2 separate regions of the Mus musculus genome follow, and region 1 is linked to region 2. Evidence: chromatin contacts called from public ChIA-PET data. All regions are on one chromosome and are shown on one strand. The core of a region is the stretch at or near the end of the contact, and the rest is flanking DNA. Distances in the headings are between cores, read along the strand shown. Region 1 overlaps P2rx3 (purinergic receptor P2X, ligand-gated ion channel, 3). Region 2 holds the start of Selenoh (selenoprotein H).

Region 1 (4,204 bases), core at 273-2,772, 340 kb after region 2:
ATTAGAAAAGGCTGGGTCCACCCAGGACCACTGGCCCTCTCATTACTACCACAGGATGGTGAGGAGCGAAAAGGATCATGGCGACAAAAAAACATACCCCACGGAAGAGGCCTTCCAACGGTATGGTTTTCTGTGAAAAGGACTGAAGTGGCTGCCTTTAAAGACACATGTCCTGTGGCATTTGGAAGGAGGAGGGGAAATGCAGACTGTAGAGAAGTGACGAGCGCCAGGGCCCACTTCAGCTCTGACTCTTTCAGTTGGCCGAGGAGCTCAGTGATCTGCACGCTGTGATATGGTAGCGGAACCAGGCCAACTCTGCGTTTTGAGAAAGCTGCTGTGGGTGCGTTTCCAACACAGAGCGCCTGCTGGAAACACCTAGCACGCGAGGAACAGCTAGCAGATGAACAGGCCTTTTTTTTTTTTTTTTTTTTTTTTTGTCCCAGACACCAAGAGAGGAAATCCAAAATTGAGCTGCCTTTTCGGAGCAATGCTGTCTTAGGAACTCTTAGAGGGAAACTGAGAAACCAGACATCATGAAAAGTGCTTCTGTTCGTAGATGGAGCTTGGGGACTCTTATGGAAGAATAAGGGAAGGATTGTGGGCCCCAAACAGGATAGGAACTCCACAGAACAACCAACAGAGTCAACTAACCTGGACCCTTGGAGTCCTCAGAGACAGAACTACTGACCAAAGAACTTACACAGGCTGGATCATTGCCTGCACATATGTAGCAGATGTGCAGCTTGGTCTTCATGTAGGTCCTGAATAACTGCAGCTGGGGCTATCCCCAAAGCTGTTGCCTGTCCATGGGATATGTTCTTCTAGCTGGGCTGCCTTGCCGGGCCTCAGTGGGAGAGGATGTGCCTAGCCTTGCAAAGATTTGATGTGACAGGGTGCAGGGATATCCAAAGGGCCCCAATCTCTTGGAGGAGAAGAGGAGGGAGGATGGAGGGGGGGGAGGAATGTGGGAGGGGGTAACGGAGAGGGGGAAAGTGAGTGGGATGTAAAGTGAATTAAAAAAAAATTCTTTACTAAAGGTGAAGGAGTTTTAAAAAGTGCTTCTGCTTTCCCCCTACTAATCAGCACTGTAATCTTACAGTTACTACATTTGTGTGTTGTTGGCAAGTCATAATAGTTGAAGGTAAGTTAGAAGGAATGAATACAGACCAAGACTCTGGCTTTGAGCCTTGGTGAAGGTGGGTCATTTCTGACAAGTTTCAAAACCTTTCTGCGTGGGAGGGTGTGGTGATCTGTGAATGAGGTCAGAAGCACAGGTGTGAAAGAAAGGGTTTCACAGGTTCACCGTTCAGGGCTCTTAACATAAGGAACAGAGGTGAGCTTTTGAGGTCTTCAAAGACATGGAATTTTAGATTGCATATGTACAAATGTATACGGAGCTGGAAGGACCTACCTGCCCCCATCTAGGATGCTAATTTCCTGTGAGGGTAACAGAACTATATGAGAGAAAGGGGGCCCATGTCACTACTTCCTGTGAGTCTTATATTTGCAGACAAATATCTTTTAGTGACATGCTAGGGACTGACCTCAGAACCACAGCCTTGGGCATGCTAAGAAAGTGGTCTACCACTGAGCTACGTCTCTAGTCTAAAAAAGAGTATCTTTTAAGGAAATGTATATTTGGGGGCCAGAGATATGGCTCAATGGTTAAGAGAACTGACTGCTGCTGCTCTTCCAGAGGTCCTGAGTTCAATTCCCAGCCACCACAAGATGGCTCACAGGAATCTATAATAGGATCAGATGCCCTCTTCTGGCGTGTTTGAAGACAGCTACAGTGTACTCATAAAATAAATAATCTTAAAGAAAAGAAAATCTATATTTGTAGATAAAATGGCTTTTAAGAAAAAAATTGCTTATGTCTGTGAGTGCCTGTTCTTTTACTGGGCAATGGTTCACACTTTGAGCAACAGTATAAAGGGATTAGCAGCCTCCACCTGGTAGTAGAGGGACTTGGACTAGATCTCATATGTACCTTCTGGTTCAAGCTTCTCCCTGACTTGGTGCACTGCTTTGTCTCTGTTCTGGATGCTGGCGGGGCTTCCCCTCTCCTCACATGCCCATGTGACTTTAGTTCCAGCCCCTGCCTTCTGTCCTCTGCCCTGTAGACCCATGTCCTATCTTTGGGGCCTGTAATTTCCCTGCACTCTGCCCACACTTTCAGATCAGCCCCTTTATTAAGCTCTCCTCGAATTACCCAATTTGAAACTGCCATCTGCTTCCTGCCGAATCCCTGATAGATACAGTGTTATAAATCTGTCATTAAACCATCAGTGCCTACACACACACACACACACACACACACACACACACACACACACACTGACTTGCTCTCACTCAGACTTAGCCACATTCAGTGGCTAACGAACACATTAATGCCCTCACATGCTCTCTGTGCTCACACAATTACAACAAGGAGCCCATCTTAAAACCCTGTACCGGTGAACTGAGTGTCTACCTGAGCTGCAAGACCCACTTCTCAGTCCTGTGTTTAAGCTACGGGATGCCACCTCCTGGGGGTCTTTTATCTGCATTGTTGAACTGCTAGGTTTTATTTTTAGATACAGCTGCACTTTGTCCACCACAAATCCAGACAACCCTAGCAACTGCATTCTCAATATGCTTGGAAAAAAGCTTTGAAAACATTATATTGAGGGATAATTAGAATATTTACCTATGGGGAATAGGCAAACCAAGGAGTGAAAATTCTCTCCACCAAATTGCAGGTGGAGAAAGAACAAAAGCCTTTAGTGAACATACAAAAATTAATATAGATGGATAGTATAGATGGATAGAACCAAGCACGTTAGGTAAGGATTGAAGGGAGATGCACCCCCAAGGCTACTTTGCCAGTAACTGGACCTGGCTCATTACAAACAGGTGACCGTATGAAGTATCCTTGTGCTTGGGATTATGTCTTAGGAAGACAGATGCGGGAGCAAGGATAGAATGACCTCTAAGGCTATATATACTAAGTTGCTCTCACAATCTCAGACAAATCACTTCTCCCTCAGAGCTCCTGTTTCCTCTCTGAAAGAGGACAGCTTTGTCTAGAAGTGCCCAATGGATCTTTTAACACCTAGACAATCTCAAAATCAATGATTCTGCAAGCAAAGAGCTGCAGAAAGTTGGGAGGTGGGGGCATGGAAATGAGCTGCAGATGTAATTAGTGATGGAGGTGCAGGTCTCTAGCTGCCCCTGGGTATCAAATGTGCTGCTTAGAGCAAGGCCAATCTAGTCTGAATAATTTCACTCTCTCCAGAGCTGATGGCAACAATAGAGTGGTGAGGAGTCTGGCCTCTGTTGCAGAGAGAGACAAATGAACTTGTTTGGGAGGCAAAAGGCCAGGCTGTGAATTGTGCCGCTGGCATCTGCTGGTATTTTCACTTCCCTAGAACTAGGGTTCTTTGTTTTTCAGCAGGGTAGAAGGTACCAACCAGCTATGCATGTCTCACTGAGGATTAACTAGTGTGAATGTCTCTAAGCTTTCCTGGTTGTGGTGGATATCAGTCAAGAATATTTATTCATATCCAGGTCTTCAAATGTACTCCATGTGTTACACTGGCAGTGAGTAAACACAATGAGCCCCGCGTCTTTTCTCATTAGTACAGTGGAAGGATTGTAGCATCTTCCTTCGAGAGTAGGTGTGGAATAACTGGCCAAAGCATACAGAATGCTATGCACTTGGGGTAATGAGTGTCAGTCCTACTGTTAAGTAGCTTTGTGAGACTTAGACAACAGCATAAGATCACTGTGTTATTGAAACCATAATGTGTACCCTCTTCTCTTATCTGAACATTCAGAAAGATGACTTTGTGGCCTTTGGCCTTGAGTGTCAACTGCTATATGAGAGTGGTGGTGGACCCAGGTGGAGGGATGTGGTAGCACTTAGGCAGAGCGCTGTTAGGCATGGATGCCAGATATCTCCTGACAGCACTCTTCTTTGAACTCTCTGGGAACTTTACCCAGGGCCCAACTCGGTAGTTTTGCTCCTTTGTACATCCACCTCTGCTAAGAGAGTAAGTTATTTGGGATCCTTAGTGGAGACCATACCTCTCAGGTGGCTCCCTTAGATCCTGAGTGTTATACTGAAAGAGTCCTCAGAGACCATCTCTCTAGTCTTGCCCAAATAAACTGTCTAAACTAATTTCTTTATTTGAGGCAGGGATTCATATAGCTTAGGCTGACC
Region 2 (4,074 bases), core at 998-3,497:
TTATAGTCACTGAAAATTCAGGGAACTTCAAGCACTGTTTGTGGTTGTATTCAAAGAAGGTTTGAGAAGGAATGAAGCCATGTTAAGTAGAACACTGAAATGAGTGGAATCTCTAAATTGCCCAGGCTGGCTTTGAACTTTGACTTCTGCCTCAGCCTCCTGTAGCTAGTGTTACAGGCTTGTGCCTCTAAGCCCAGCCTATGGGGCTTACTCACTGCCAGTATGGGAAGTCAAGGAAAAGCTGCCACAGAAGCTAGAAAGATGTTACTTCCACGACCACTTCTGAGAAGTAGATTAAAAGTAGTTGCTTTTAAAAAACAGATTTGCTTTGTGGTTTTGGTTTTCATTTGTTTGGCTGGTTTTTTTGTTGTTTTTTTTGCTTTTCGAGACAGGGTTTCTCTGTGTAGCCCTGGCTGTCCTGGAATTCACTCTAGATCAGGCTGGCCTCGAACTAGAGTGCCTGCCTCTGCCTCCCAAGTGCTGAGATTAAAAGCGTGCGCCACCACGCCCAGCTGTGGTTCTGTTTTAAGCAAGGGTCTCTGGTAGGCCAGATTGGCCCAGTCCCCCTGTGAGACTTCAAAGTGCTGAGATTGCAGGTATACACCACCAAACCTAGCAACATTCTTGTTTTATAAGTGTTTCACCATAGGCCTTACAATTTCCAGACACGAGTTACTTTGCACTCTGAAAAATACAGACCAACAGCCCCACAAAGCTGGTTCTACCCATTCTTTAAGACAAAATTTAAACTTGCTCCTTATTCTCAGATACTTGACCTTTTATTAAACAATTGAAACACTTTTACAATGTCTTGCTGGAGGGCTGCCTCACAACTGAACCATCACTTCTGGTGAGGAAGAAACTATGGCTTCAGGTGCATAGCTTAAGTTTGGCCATGCACCATCATAAATGCTTCAACATCTCCAGGGACTGAAAGCTGCAAACAGAGAAGGGAACATCAGAGTAGGGTTCCATCACAAGGACCAGGAGACAAGCCCATCCCCACCTACAACTCTGGAGCTCATTAACTTCACCTTCCATCAGTGATCAGTCAACATGCATGAAACACGGGACAAAAATAAAATCCATGTAACCAAGAAGTGGGGGTACGAGCGGGATGGGTTGAGGCTATCTTATCTCAGATTACTAACAAAACACAGAAAAGCCAGGTAAAGTGAAGTAACAGCAAAGAGGCTGTCAATACAAGGGAGAAAAACCTTAACTACAAGTAAGCCACACTTTATTGAATTTATTGATTTGCAATAGACTCATAGAATTAAAATAACACCAGAGGTGGAAAACTGAATTAGCAAACAAAACTTGCCTGTGCCCTCAGGCTAAGACTTAACTAACTCAAGAGAGTACAAATGGCTCTTAGATTTGTTTGGGGGTCGGGAGTGTTATCAGCAGGAGTTCTACAATTTAGCTCCTCTTCGAAAATCCCAAATCCCATGAAAAATACACCGAAATGGTAAGGAGACGTTCCCTGTCTATCCCAGTGTGCATGCCCTGGTCACGATGCAAACCTCAACATGAGGACTCTTTCCCAACCTCTTTATGAAAGGTACTTCTTCAATTCTTCAACCACCTCTTGAGGCTCAGGAAATTTGAGCTTTCGTGGAGGGCCCTTCTTAATACCAGTCCAGAGTTCAACACCTGGGAAAGGATGGGATAAAGCCAAATTATGGTGGTACTCATTGGTACCCCCTCCCCTCAGTTATCAGGTGGCCGGGAGTCGCTTCTCGCCCCACCCCCACCCACCCCCCATCGCGGCCTCCACTCACGGCTGTTGTCCGAGCGCAGCAGCGTCACCTCGAAGCTGCCCCTCCGCGGTTTGGACGGGTTCACTTGCACAGGTAGCTCTGGGGCCTCCAGTTGCAGAGCCTGGCTCAAGGCAGCAGCATGGCGGCCGTACACGCGTCAGCTCGTACTACAGACACAAGCGATTGCAAATGGGGTCTCTCTGGTCTCAGCCGCCAGAGCCAACTCTTTCCCGCCCTCCTCGACTCCCCAACCCCTCACCAATGCTCAATGACCACGGTCGCGCCCTCCGCCAGTTTCTCGCGCTTGTCCACCGTCTCCATAGGCGCGGCCCCCGCCTTACGCTTTCTTCCGTGGGGGGCCATGGCACGGATTTCGGGGATGGCGCGTTGGTGGAATAAGGGGCGATGCAACTCCGGAGAGACAAACCAGCAGCCGGGAATCACAGATGCAAAGTTCAAATCTCGCAGCAAAGGGAAATGTGCGGGGGTGGGGGGAAGGACACGTGATCTGAAGGCGGGCCCTTCAAGCCCAACTACGCTATCAAAAGGGAGTCGGCGCGGAAATCCGGATCAAACCAACATTGTACAGCACTGAGGGGGTCTGTCTTGGGCGGAGACGGAGGAGTCTTGAAAGCCTCCTTTGGCTGGGGGTTTTCGGTATCTATACCTCCTACCCAAGGATCCCCAGACCAATCTCAGGGAAGTCTACTCCACATTTCCAGGGCGTTTGTACATAGACTACAGAATTCTAATTCGCACCGACATTGTTACTCCACATCTCCATGCGGTGAAACAAAAACGGACCGGTTAAGTGTATTTGAACCCGAGCCATTTACAATCCAGACGCTGTAGCTGGTGCCTATCTTCTCAGACACCCAGGTGAAATCAAGAGGATGGTGAGTTAGGGTTCATTTCTCCAACTGATCAAGGCCCTCATCCACAACCTTAAAAAGGAAGTTGAGGTCTAGAGGTGTTTGGCTTTTAGAGTCCCTGGGTTTGATATTCAATTTTAGGATTAAAAAAACAAACAAACAAACAAAAAAAGCAGTCCCCCGGCAGCTGCCCACTAGTAAAGGAAAAACAGCAAGGCAATCAAAAGAACAGTCCCTTTATTAGGGGAAGCGGTGGGATAGGAGGAGAGAACAGCTGTCCAGCCGTGGGGCTTTCTTCTTCAGGCCCCACCACACAAAGGAACCTCTCAGGTTTATATTGCCCTTCTCAGTTCCCACAACACAGGGTGGCCATTCAATTCTATTTCCAATGATGAAAATCATGGTTGAAGGCTTTTAATTGGGAACAGTGACCTTAAATGATAACACATACAAGCCTTTTATGTGTTCCTCCGTCACGTGTTTGTGCACTACATGCATACAGTGCCAGCCAAGGTCAAGGGCGGATGTTGGAGCCCCTGAGACTAGAGTTACAGGTGGTTTAGCCTCTATGTGCTGCTAGGAATCAAACCTGGGTCCTCTGGAAGAACAGCCAATTCTCTTAGCCACTGAGTCATCTCTCCAACCCCTTAAATTCCTTTCTCTTTACGATTTACTTACTATATATAGTATTCTGCCTGCATGCCAGAAGAGGGCATCAGATCCCATTATGAACCATCATGTGGTTGCTGGGAATTGAACTCAGGATCTCTGGAAAAGCAGCCACCAGTGCTCTTTCTTAATCGATGGGCCATTTCTCCAGCCCCAAACTTAAATTTCTTAATGCACAGATCAAGACAGAAAGGCCTAAAGGAAGAAGGGGTCCTTGAGGAAAAATTCTAAGGGCTTTATACTGACATCTAACATTAGGGTTTAATTTAGTCTATGCTTTGCAAGCTCACTAGGAGGAATAATTAAACCACAGACTGGTAATATCCAAGTGTTGAATAGCAATTTACACATTGACCCAACCTTGGAGGGAAACCATTTCTACCTCTATCGATAAGATCACTCCCTTCGAGAAACAGCTGACCAGGGCAGATGCGCCCTTCATAGTAGAATACTTCATGGTTTCCAGGATGCTTCTTTCAAAATCAGAAGCAGGCACAGTGCCCCTACCCAGGCACAGCCAAACAGAAATCAAAAGGCCTCAGGCAAGGATTGTGGTTATAGCTGGAACTGGGCCTCAAAGGTTCCTGAAATTGACAGGAGAGGAAGCAAAAACAATGCAGGATCCTATTTGTCCTTCTTGTTTTCCCCATCTGGCACAGTAGTGGGAGCAGGGTCCACAGGCTTCTCTTCTGACATGTCTCCACCCTTTGAGTGCTTCTTGGCTCGTTGGTATAGCTCATTCAAGTTGAATTCTCGAATCACATTCTCCT

What was found. ChIA-PET counts read pairs in DNA pulled down with a chosen protein or histone mark.
Region 1: an RNA polymerase II ChIA-PET map of memory CD8 T cells shows a contact between it and region 2, with 28 read pairs. The contact joins the enhancer-like site here to the promoter of Selenoh in region 2. A contact is called at or near these places in 2 of 39 promoter capture datasets (erythroid cells and stem cell-derived epiblast-like cells), 1 of 484 Hi-C or Micro-C datasets (embryonic stem cells), 1 of 115 datasets of contacts at active chromatin or transcription factors (memory CD8 T cells) and 1 of 9 other capture datasets (liver).

Annotation. Positions count from the first base shown.
Region 1 is chr2:85,012,624-85,016,827 of GRCm38.p6, forward strand. The region is part of intron 8 of P2rx3 (purinergic receptor P2X, ligand-gated ion channel, 3); the gene reads right to left. Among named protein-coding and RNA genes, the nearest start is that of P2rx3, 21 kb to the right of the region's middle. Within about 2 kb of position 1,523, at least 39 of the 459 cell types and tissues checked have an H3K27ac peak or open chromatin away from gene starts, as enhancers often do. A contact at or near this core is called in memory CD8 T cells, where this site is marked.
Region 2 is chr2:84,668,461-84,672,534 of GRCm38.p6, forward strand. Selenoh (selenoprotein H) reads right to left here and starts at 2,248. Exons shown (of 4, transcript NM_001033166.3): 1 at 2,023-2,248; 2 at 1,785-1,930; 3 at 1,527-1,656; 4 at 755-937. The coding sequence starts at 2,126. The coding sequence ends at 1,556. It overlaps Tmx2 (thioredoxin-related transmembrane protein 2), which reads right to left. Exons shown (of 9, transcript NM_025868.4): 9 at 2,851-4,072. The coding sequence ends at 3,929. Btbd18 (BTB (POZ) domain containing 18) reads left to right here. Exons shown (of 5, transcript NM_001145100.1): 5 at 1-321.